Linked DNA regions of Mus musculus: region 1 is linked to region 2. The links are chromatin contacts, called in public promoter capture Hi-C maps. All regions are on one chromosome and are shown on one strand. Each heading gives the region's core, a stretch centred on a gene start, on an enhancer-like site or on the middle of the called end of the contact. The rest is flanking DNA. Distances are from core to core; before and after follow the strand shown. Region 1 has its middle 52 kb from the start of Gm52145. Region 2 holds the start of Jph4 (junctophilin 4).

Evidence for each region. Promoter capture Hi-C pulls out the DNA fragments that hold promoters and counts their contacts.
Region 1: a promoter capture Hi-C map of hippocampal neurons shows a contact between it and region 2, with 3 times the contacts expected there. The contact joins the enhancer-like site here to the promoter of Jph4 in region 2. A contact is called at or near these places in 10 of 39 promoter capture datasets (the 3T3-L1 cell line, 3T3-L1-derived adipocytes, the C10 cell line and 6 more), 3 of 484 Hi-C or Micro-C datasets (hematopoietic stem and progenitor cells, liver and myeloid progenitors), 1 of 115 datasets of contacts at active chromatin or transcription factors (embryonic stem cells) and 1 of 9 other capture datasets (embryonic stem cells).

The regions. Positions count from the first base shown.
Region 1 is chr14:55,384,139-55,389,823 of GRCm38.p6, reverse strand. No RefSeq gene overlaps it. Among named protein-coding and RNA genes, the nearest start is that of Gm52145, 52 kb to the left of the region's middle. Within about 2 kb of position 2,288, at least 33 of the 459 cell types and tissues checked have an H3K27ac peak or open chromatin away from gene starts, as enhancers often do. A contact at or near this core is called in hippocampal neurons, where this site is marked.
Region 2 is chr14:55,115,032-55,120,369 of GRCm38.p6, reverse strand. It overlaps Jph4 (junctophilin 4), which reads left to right and starts at 3,435. Exons shown (of 6, transcript NM_177049.5): 1 at 3,435-4,379; 2 at 4,925-5,338. The coding sequence starts at 5,096.

The DNA.
Region 1 (5,685 bases), core at 1,039-3,538, 270 kb before region 2:
CCGCTATTATCCATTCATCTGTTGAAGGACATTCAGGTTGTTTCTGTCTCCTGGCTATTGTGAATAGGGGCAATGACCCAAGCTGAGCAGGTGTCTGTGGAATAGGACGGCAAGTATGGGGATGTGCCAAGGAGTGGCACAGCGAGGTCAGATGGTAGATTTAGTTTTAGCTCTTTGAGGATTCTCGAGTTTGCATTCCCACCAATGGCTGATGAAGGTTCTGTCTTTCCCACAACCTCACCAGCATTTGCTGTTAGTTGTTTTCTTGGTCTCAGCCACTCTGGCTGGGATGAAATAAAATCTTGAAGTTGTTCTAGTTTACATTTCCATAGTTGTTAAGGATGATGAACGCTCTTGAGGTATTACTAGCTCCAAATCCTTAGATATGCTGTGAAGTAAACACAGACACCAGCAAAATATAAAGGAACCAAACGTGTGTGTGTGTGTGTGTGTGTGTGTGTGTGTGTCGGGGGGGGGGGGCTTGAGAAGGATATAAGTGAGAGGAGAGGGAAATGAATGGAGAGGGAACTCCAACGGGGAGGAGTGGGGGAACTCGGAGGAAGGGAGGTCAATACAAAAGGAGAAAGAGGGATGGACACATAGGTCTTCTGCCATAAAGCCTAAAGGAGTCATATTACTTTATATTTACCTAAAATTATACACACTATGTATGTTTAAGATATATATCTTAAATAATTAGTTAAGTGTATTTGTATTTAACAATAATAATAATTAAAGAAGACTATCAATTTGAAAGTGGGGGGCCATGGGAGGGGTTGAGGGAGGGTTTCTGGAAGAGGCTGGACAGACGAAAGAGAAGCGGGATAGTGATGTAATTCTCTTTAACTACAATGTACTAAAACCCCAATTTGACTAAAGGTTCTAGACCAGTGGTTTTTCTTTCTTCCTTTTATGTGTGTGTGTGTGTGTGTGTATTCGTGTGCATATGTGCATGTGCACTTGAATGTGTGTGTTCAGGTGTTCATGCGATGTGTATAGATCAGGGGACAAGCTTGGTTACAGTCCCTCAGGTGTTGCGCACTGTCTTTGAGAAGGGATCTCTCACTGATCTGGGTTCTTCTTCCCAGGTCAGGCTGGGCAGCCAGGGCCTTCAGTGGTGACATGTCTGGCTCTCTGGTGTGGGTTCTGTGGAGCAAGCTCAGGTCCTCAAGCCTTGTGAGGGAAATGTGTTATTAACCCTGAGCTCTTTTTCTTCCTAGTCCCGGCTTGGCGGCTTTATATCTTCACGGTGTCTACTGATGTAGTAAGAGTTAGACTACATAAAATTCATCCCACCCCAAGTTACTTTTTACCTGCTCATTATTATTGCGTTTTGGATTGGTTTGTTTGTTTCTACCTCTCTGTCTATTAGTTTAAAAACTTATTTTCTCCTCTCTGAACACTTTTGGAGCTGTTAGCCCAGAAAGTAAAATGGAGCTGTTTAATTGAGATCTAATATTCTTGCCCTGTCTAAACAGCTTAAGAATCTCTTAACAGCATAACGCCGTTTCTATCTTTCTGATGTGAAAATTATTGTGGTACGTTTTTATTTCTTTGAAACTTCTAAACATCTTTGTTTTGGGTAATAGACAGTTTGCTTCATTCATGTTACAATTTCCTTATCTTTCCATCCTTTTTTGCCTCATGTTTCACGGACTGGCTGCCTGCTTCCTCGGCACTGTGAGACATATACTTTAGAACGCCAGTTAGTGACTGACTCCTGCTCAGCCCCAGAGTGCTGGAACTCTACCCTAGTTTTCGGAAGATGTGTTTGTCAAGTATAGAATTTCAGGCTATGAGGACCTTTTCTCCAGCATACAGGAAGCTCCATTTAAATCAGGTCATGAAGAAGGATAATTAGGATTTTAGCAAGTAGATAAGAATGAATGGAAACAATTTAAATGGATTTCATAAAAACCTGCCTTCTTTAAAAGATTGAGGCAATTTTGCTTGCTTAGATCCCAGAATAATAGTAATAAATTTAATATTTTTTATAAATGATAAACTGAGTTTGGTTATTAAGTTATATTTGCACTACCTATGTGATAAACTAGATTGCAGGTTACTTTATTTTCAAATGATATTTATTATTTATTATACTAAATATATATCGATTTTTTTTAACTTCTGGTAGCTGACATGTTTCATCACATGTCACAAGGCTGCTAATCAGCTGAGCTCTTGCTAGACAAGAAAAGGGCGAGCTGAGGAATGTAAGTGGCAGAGGCCCAGCAGTGCTGAGCTTGGATCTAAAGGCAGGCCTCTGACTCAGAGGCCGTGCTCTCCTCTCATTAGCCGTTTACTGCTGGTTCCATGAAGCTAGGTTCTGCAGAGGTGCCCAGGTCAGGTACCAGGAAACGGAAAAAACCCACATTTCAGCCTGGGCATCGTCTGCTTTTGTCTGTTTGTTTTGGATTCATACAATGATGGAAAGGATCATGCTGCTAAAAAAAAAAAAAAAAAAAACCCAAACCCCTAATACCATCACGGCATTGACTTGTGCCCTATGAATTACTCTCTGGTCATTTTTAACCTACAAAAGTGGCATTTCTGAAAACATGGTTTAATCTAATCCCACACCTTGCCTGTGTTAGAACTGGAAGGGAACTTCATAGTCATAATCAGTCAGAAGCGCTGGTCGTATTTCACAGGTGACCACTTTAGTCTAGAGAAGAAACACAGCCCCAGCCTGGGTGCTCACCCTCCTGCACCAGGCGCTCAGCCTGTGCTCTGGAGACTCACACCAGTGTGGGAGGAGCGGGGGAAGTAGTGCAGTCAGAGGATTTCTGTTCTCCCTGGAGATTTTCTGCAAGCTGAGAATGCACTCTGCCACCAAGTTACGTGACCAGCCCCGGAACAAGCATCTTAAAGCAATGTCTGCAAAGCGCTTGGCCCAGAAACAACCTCTGCTGGCCACTCTGAGTTATAGAGGGAAGCTGGCTCTATAGATTGTGCTGACTGGGAAGACTGCTGATGCTGGTCTTCAGAGGAGGAACTGTTATGCAAGGGAAGAGACCCGGAGATTTTTAAAGGAGAATGAGACTGGATCAGGTTGGCAGACTAGAAGGCTAAGACAGCGTTAGGAGGGGGGAGCCTGAGATTCTCGACTAGCTGACATAGGAAAGCTGATATGTGTGTGTGTGTGTGTATCATGGGGAGAAAGAAAATGTATATTATGTAATTAATATGAAATATAAATAATTATGGGAGGGTAGATGGGAGAGAGAGAAGAAGAGGGAATGTGTGTATTTGGGAGCAAGGAGTTGAGATAGGATCTAAAGCAGAACTCACTATGTAGCTGAGGTTGACCTTGAACTCCCGTCTACCACCACACTCAGCAGACAACGGGAAACATTTAATGATGGGGTCGGTCTGCAATGCAGTAAGTAAGAGCTCTTGGGAGTACAACCACACGGTTCCTGCCCAAAACAAACGCCGAACTCCTGGAGAATACAGTTCTGGAAGCATCTCAGGTCACTGAAATCAGTGGGACATCAAATCAGAGAAAGTCGGTGTAGGGCTCCCTCACAGGTGAGGTGGGGCAGGTCAGGCTGGCCTCTGCCCCAGCCTGTGCGGAGAGGCTGAGAGGCAGATGACAGAAATGCCACTGGGTACCTCAGGTTCATCAGTCCTCATGACCCAAGTTACTGCACGCTAAAAGAAATCACTTTCATTTCTTAATTCCAGGTCAACTGTGAGAACTCCTGCCTTTCTTTCTCAAGATTCTCCCCCAGCCCTATTCTTCTTCCAGAAGATTCTCTGACAAATTCCCTGGCCATTGCATTCTCTGGGCACAATAATGGGTCAGGTTCTTTGATTTCTTTACGTGACCCCGAAGTGTGAAAGACAAACTCTTACTGTCCTTGTGTTATTGACACTCCTACTTCCTTGCTCGCTGTTTGATACCAAGTAGCTCCTCCCTTGTGCCCTTCCCCACCCTCAACCCCTGTTTTCCATATGGGGCCGAAGCTGATTCAGTAACAGGGCTGGAGCCTTCACATTCATCTGAAATCAGAGCAAATAAGGGCCAGGGGAGAAGAGATATGATCATGCAGTGCTCTCTCACATTAGGAAACAAGCAAGTTGGAATGGGTACATGATACTTCTGCCAAGGGAAGTTTATTGAGGCATTTGTGGGGTAAGGGGGACATCTTGAAGGTTCAGTACAAAAGGGATCACTTGGTGACTCTGGGATTGAAGGTCTGAGTCTGGGATACCTTTCCTTGTCTCTAAAGGTTCTAGCTCCATCTGGACCAAAGCAGAATCTATCAGGGGATCCAGGAAGGCTGGGTTTCAGGATGATAGCCCACAGGTGCCAGTGACGTGGAATAGGCATCCTTGAGCAAGTAAGGACCTTCACTTCTTTAGATGACATCGGGGAGTCTGAACGCCTGGCCTTGCCCCATGTCAATGAGCTTATGACAGGAAGTGGATGTGTGGCGCTGAGGAGTACAGGGGGGCTCAAGCTTAGGTGGGGAGAGGGTTATCCAAACATTGAGGATGAAATTCTACCAGCCTCTTGTTGGTTCCTCAGATCTCACCTCGCCCCAGATCTGTTCACTGCTCCCTAAAGTGCTTCCTATCAAGGGATTAACTCCTGCAATACACACCAGGAAATCCACACCCACACAGTGTCCCGGGGCCTGTGGGTGAGGAGGAGACATGGAAGGAAGGGAAGTTTTTGTTGTAGTGGCACAGCAAGCTTATTGGTCTGGGAATATACCTGGGCCCAGTCCTAGAGAAGAACAATGCTAAGCAAGGTTGGAGGACAATGGGTTCTCTTTTCAGGAGCTCACACACACACACACACACACACACACACACACACACACACACACACACGGCTGACAAAGCTGGGGTTTCAGCTCTTCTTGCCTTTTATGTCCTCCGACTCCAGGCACTCTGGGCTGCCATTTTCCCAACTCATCTCTCATCTAAACCTTTCCTGAAATATACTGGTCACCTCTCCATTTTTTCCTGAACACTCTATCTCTGACTGAGAACCAGAACTTCTTCCTGTACAACATCTCTGTCTCTGATCAGATCTTGCCCCAGAATCTTCCAGGAGGGTCTGGCGGATATTCTACAAATGGCTGGAAGTACCTTTCTATGCTTCCAAAGTGTTCCCCATCTCCCTCATACCCGGAATGTGTCTAATTTCTGCTCAGTTCTGCTCAGGGGTAATCACCAAGTGACACAAATGGCCAGGCCATCAGCGGAGCCTATAACTGGTTATTCTGACGTGGGTCACCAAAGCAGAATTCCTGTGTTTTACCTCCTCTGCCCTTCACTGTGGCCACCGGCTCCTCCCAATCTTCCGCTTTCCCTACAGGACACACAGTGCCTGACACACAGAGTCCTTTCTCCTTCAGCAGAACCACTGCACTGTCCACATTCTGCTGCTTCCAGCTGCTGATGTCCATGTGGGTCCCATCCTCAGCCAGACTTGGGGCGACAGCAAAGCCAGTCCTACGGGTAAGGATGAAGAGGGTGTGACAACTCAGACTTGGGTTGACCTCTTTCTTCCTTGCTATAGTTTTTGCCCTGAGGTATCAAATTAATTCTCTCTACTAATTCAGAACAGCTAGTTTTATGCCCTACTTCTGGATGGCTAAGAAGGTCAGAGTGGGAAAGAGAGGATGCACAAGTCCTGGCTGTATTGGACCTCTTGTGTCCCTCATCAGA
Region 2 (5,338 bases), core at 2,186-4,685:
TAGCTGGGGCTACATAGTGAGCTCCAGGCCAGCCAGGGACTACATAGTGAGACCCTTACTTGAAAGACCACAAAAAAAAAGAGAAAGAAACAAGCAAACAAATAGGATTTTTAAAAAAATGCTGTGCTTGGATAGCTCACAAAGCTTAATGCACTCAGACAATTAAAGATTGCACAGTCATTCAGGATTCAATAATATTTTAATGATAGGACAAAAATGTTTATTATATAAAGCCAAGAGAACAAATACAGTACACGCTTAAGTACAGGTTAAGTATAACTTAACAACCTGTTAAATAAAAGCTATAGAGAAGATATTATATGAAATTAAAGGGGGCTGTATAGACAGCTCAGCAGTTAAGGGCATTGGCTGCTCTTTCACAAGATCTGGGTTCAATTCCCAGCACCCAGCCGTGACTCCAGTTCCAAAGCACACAGTGCCCTCTTCTGGCCTTCTTGGGCTCTACAAGCACCTGGTGCATAGACTCAATTCAGCACTCATACACAAAACGTAAAAATAAATAGATTTGCAAAAGAAAATAAATTAAGGTGTTTATTACACAGGAGACTACAGGAATTCTTATTTTCTTCTTGATATTGTGTCTGACTTTCACAAGTCTACAACAGCTGTCTTACTTTCCCCCAATGCATTTGTTAGAGCATGGATAATTTTGTCAACTTGACAGGATTTAGAATCTCCATGGAAACACACCTCTGGATGGGTCTATAAGGCTTTTTCCAGAGACTGAAGAGGGAAAGCCCGCTTTGAGTGTGGGTGGCACCACAGCCACAGGCTTGCCTCTTAGCATGACTCTAAAGGAGGAGGCAACCTGAGAACTTCTGTTTCCTCTGCTCCCCAGCTAATCCCAGAGAGTGGTTATCAGCCTCCATGCCTTTCCCACCATGATGGATTTGACCCTCAGACTGTGAGGCAGGGGAGACCCTTCTTCCACTAAGTTCCTTGTGTTGGGTACTTTATCTTAGCAATGAGAAACACACTTACTAAGTTGGGAATCTGACATACGTGGAGTTCTAAGGGCTGTTACACATTAGCATGTTAAGTAACTTCTAGATCCAGATTATAAAACTGAAATAATACCAAGTTAGTTTTGAAGCCACCATTTGTTGGGCATTTACAATGCACTGGGAGAGCACCATACTAAATGGTTTTTTCTCTGTATATTATCGTTTGTACTGTTCATATAGTCACTTCAGCCCTTGCTGCGCTGTAATATCCCCATTGTAGAGACAGGCCAGCTACAGCTCAGACACATCAGGTAATGTGCTCTGCTTTGTCAGTTTAGGAAGGCCAGTGTTGGCTCCCGGCCTAGACTGCTCAGTTACAGTTGGTGTGGGGACCGATGAGCTAATGCAGACAGAGTGCCAAGCACAGAACCTAGCTCCAGCTAACACCAGTTCCTCTCTCCATGACACTTTTACATTTGTAAATTGTGACAAAACAAACCAGTTCAGTCTCAAAAAGAAAAAGAGAAAAAAAGAAAGAAAGAAGGAAAGAAAGAAAGAAAGAAAGAAAGAAAGAAAGAAAGAAAGAGAGAGAGAAAGAAAGAAAACAATAAAAATAACAAGTGTCCCTATTCTGAAAGAGATGACTGTAGCAACCATTAGGGACAGGCCAAAAGGCTAGCTCCCTCAGAGAAATGGGGGAGGAGCACAGCCAGGGCTGTGTGTCCCATATATTACAAGACTTTCTCAGGACTTCACCAGTAAAGATGTAGATGTCTAATGAGAAATGAATGAATGAATATATGAACCAACTATCCTGTATTAAGTGGACCCCAAATGGACTCTGGGATTTTTGTTGGTGATGGTTGGTTTTGGTACTGGAGATTGAACTGGGGGCCTTGCACATCCTAGGCACATGCTCTCCTACTAAGCTACACATCCCCAGTACCTGATGGCTACCCTGCTTTGTTCTCAAAAGTGCTTTAAATATGTGGTTCCCTGCTGAGTATGATGTTAAGGTGGCTGTGCCTGTAATCCCAGCACTCGGGGAGGATGAAGGAGGAGCCTGGGGAACATAATGAGACCCTGTTTTAAAAAAAAAAAAAAAAAAAAGAGTAGTCTCTGCCCTGGAGAAACTTCTAGAAAAACACAATGTGATTTAGGGATATAGCTCAGCAGACACACAAGCCTACAGCCTGAGCTCAATCCATGGATCCTAGGTGAGAAGCCAGATGCAGTGGCCCACATCTAAGCCTAGCACTCCTAAGGAAAGATGGGAGTCCACAAGAGGATCAGGCCAACTAGCCTGGAGTACATTACACAGAGGAGACAAGAGCTATCTCAACAAGACAGAAGACAAGGACTTCCTCTGATATCTCTCTCTCTCTCTCTCTCTCTCTCTCTCTCTCTCTCTCTCTCTGACACATGCACACACCACCACCCCACTAATATATACATAGTGTGTAGTATGCACACACATGTGCCTGTGTGTGTGTGTACAAGAGAAATCCCTGTTTATTTCGATCTTCATACTCTTTATTTTACCAAAGTACCCAATGTAACCCTGACTTTAGGGGATGCTCCCAAGCACAGACATCTGGAAGAACTGAAGGGCTCGAAAGACACCAAGCTGCCAGCTAGAGCCCAGTGATAGAGCACGCGCTTTATCCCAAGAACCAGAATTCCGTTCCCAACACCAACAAAAATAAAAGTCTGCGTTTAGTGTTCTACTTCTAGCTTTGCCAACTTTGCCAGTGTGCCCCTTGGTGAATGACTTCCCCCTCGGGGCTCTGGATCTCTTTAAATCAGGTGTGGGGATGAGGGGTGGGCAGCGGGGACTAGGTCCTATGGGGAAAGAAAGGCAATTGAGCACACTGGTGCCTCCTTCCCTGTAAACACGCAGGGGCAGGCCAGAGGAAGCTGAGAAGGGAGGGAATGCAGTACGTGAATACCTGTGTGGTCTACTTGTGCTGTCAATCTGGAGAGTGGACTCGAAGAGGTCGATGATGGGCTTAAGGGGCCACAGCAAAAGCCTGCTCAAGCAAACTTGTGTAATTTGCTGTGTTGTGAAAGAGAAGACTCCAGAGCCCTAAGATCTTGGTGGCCTCCTCAAATTTGAGCCCCCTTAATGAACATACCAACACTCCCTTCAGAGGGCCCATCCTAGACAAACTGTTGGTGTCCGCGGAATATTGTGTGCATTAGCTTAGTGGGGCCTCCAGACAGGGCCCCATCTCAAGCTACCTCTAAAACTGTGACAGGGTGGGCGCTGTCTGGTGGAGGAGTTTGAGCTGAATGGGCAGAGGTATCCACGTTCAAATGCCTCCTGGCTTCCGGCCAAGCAGCTGGCAGGTTCATCCCTCTCCCCAGGGTCCTCATAAACACCACTTCCGGACCTCCTGTCTCCATGTGGGCTCTTCCTGCCGGGATTTCTATTCTCATGCCTGCCCTTTCTCTGCAGAGCTTTCTCCCGCTCGTCGCGAGCCTTATTTCGCTCTCTTCTTCTCCCTATGTGATTCTGCTCCCCTCCTTCCCTCCACCCTTGACTTCTCTCCCTAGCTATCTCTCAAGAGTCCTGGAATGGGTCTCCCTCGCCATCTCCCATGCCGGCTATATCTCCCCCTGCCATAGCTCTCACCCCTGCACCTCATTCTTTGTATTCCTCTCGCACTCCCGGTCTCCCCAGCATCTCTCCTCCCCCGCCTGGCTCTGGCCTCCCCCTGCCTCCCCATCTTAAGACTCCTCCCCCTAGCTCCTCTCCCCTCCCCTCCCTCCACCTCACTCCACTCCCTGCCTGCATGCCACGGTTTCTTTCCACCGTGGGGGTCTCTGAGCCTTCCATTCTCCTCTCCGCCTGCCTTCTCCCTCACCTCAGGGGTAGCGAACCCCCTTTTTTTCTGCCTGAGCATCCTCGCACCACCCCCACTGCCACTGACTCTCTCCCCACCCTCTCCTCTCCGCTTCTCTCTGCCCCTTTAAATCTGCCTGGCCCAGCCTCCCCCTTGATGCTGGGTTTGGAGCAAACATTGATTTGTGCTGGGATGGAATTGGAATTTTGATTTTTTTTTTCCTCTCCCAACCATAAGAAGAAAAAAATAAAAACACCCCTTCTTGATAGCCCCCTCCCCTTTCCCATCCAGCCCCCAGCTCCTCTTCGCTGTCTCCGTTCAAGACAGATTTTTTTCCCCCTACACTTATTCTCATCCCCTCCACCCTGCCACTACCTCACCCCCCACACTAGCCTGCACCTTCAGCCGAGGAAAAGGGACTCTCCCATAGCTCCCCCACCTTCCTTCTCTGGGTTGTAGCAGTCTCTCCGGAAGGGAAGGGGGCTTGGCTTGTCCTGGTGAGGTGTGAGTGGAGGGACCCTGCCATGGAAACTGCGCCTGGGAGGCAGCCTGAGCCCCAGCACACATGGTGAGTAACCTGTCCCCTCCCTTTCGCCAGTCTGCCCATCCCTACCCTCATCCCCCACCCCACCCCCAACATCCCCATTCTACCATCGGCCCACCTGGGGCCGGCTTTCTAGCTAGCTACATTTTTACCCCCTTGCCTCCCCCGCACCCGGGTTTGCTAGCGGAGCCAAAGAATCCAGGCAGAGGGGTCCAAATCGCCAGGAAAGCAGGTGTCGGAAGACCCTGCCCTGGCCCCTCCCAGGTCCCCCACCTCCAACTGCCATCCACGCTCCACACTCTGGGGTTCTGGGTTGGAAAAGTAGGACTCGGGATCAGCGCTGGGACCCCAAGTCCCGGGAGGCGCCCTCTACAAGTTGGGAGGGATGGGAAAGCCCCCTTGCCCTCACCGCTTGGGAGCTGCTAAAAGATGCTGCCTAGGGGGGATGGGAGGAGGGCTGGAGGGCGGTGCTGATGCCCTAAAGCTACCGGCAGGGGAGCGGCTGGCAAAGAAGGGGACCTCGCTTTCCACTTGCCTCGCTCTCCACTTGCACCCCTCTTTCTCCGCAGCCACTCAGGATGAGGGTCCGGCCCTGCCTGCCCGCGCTGGGGCCCCTCCGCCCAGCCCCGGTCTAACTGCCCCCGCCCCCAAGCCTCGCCCGGCCCCCAGGCCCCCAGCCGGCTCTCCAGCCCCATGATGCGCTGAGCTGCCGGGGGGCTGAGGCCGCGCCAACTACATGCATGTCCCCCGGGGGCAAGTTCGACTTTGACGACGGGGGCTGCTACGTGGGGGGCTGGGAGGCGGGGCGGGCACATGGCTACGGCGTGTGCACCGGGCCCGGCGCCCAGGGAGAGTACAGCGGCTGCTGGGCTCACGGCTTCGAGTCGCTGGGTGTCTTCACGGGGCCCGGCGGACACAGTTACCAGGGCCACTGGCAGCAGGGCAAGCGCGAAGGGCTGGGCGTGGAGCGCAAGAGCCGCTGG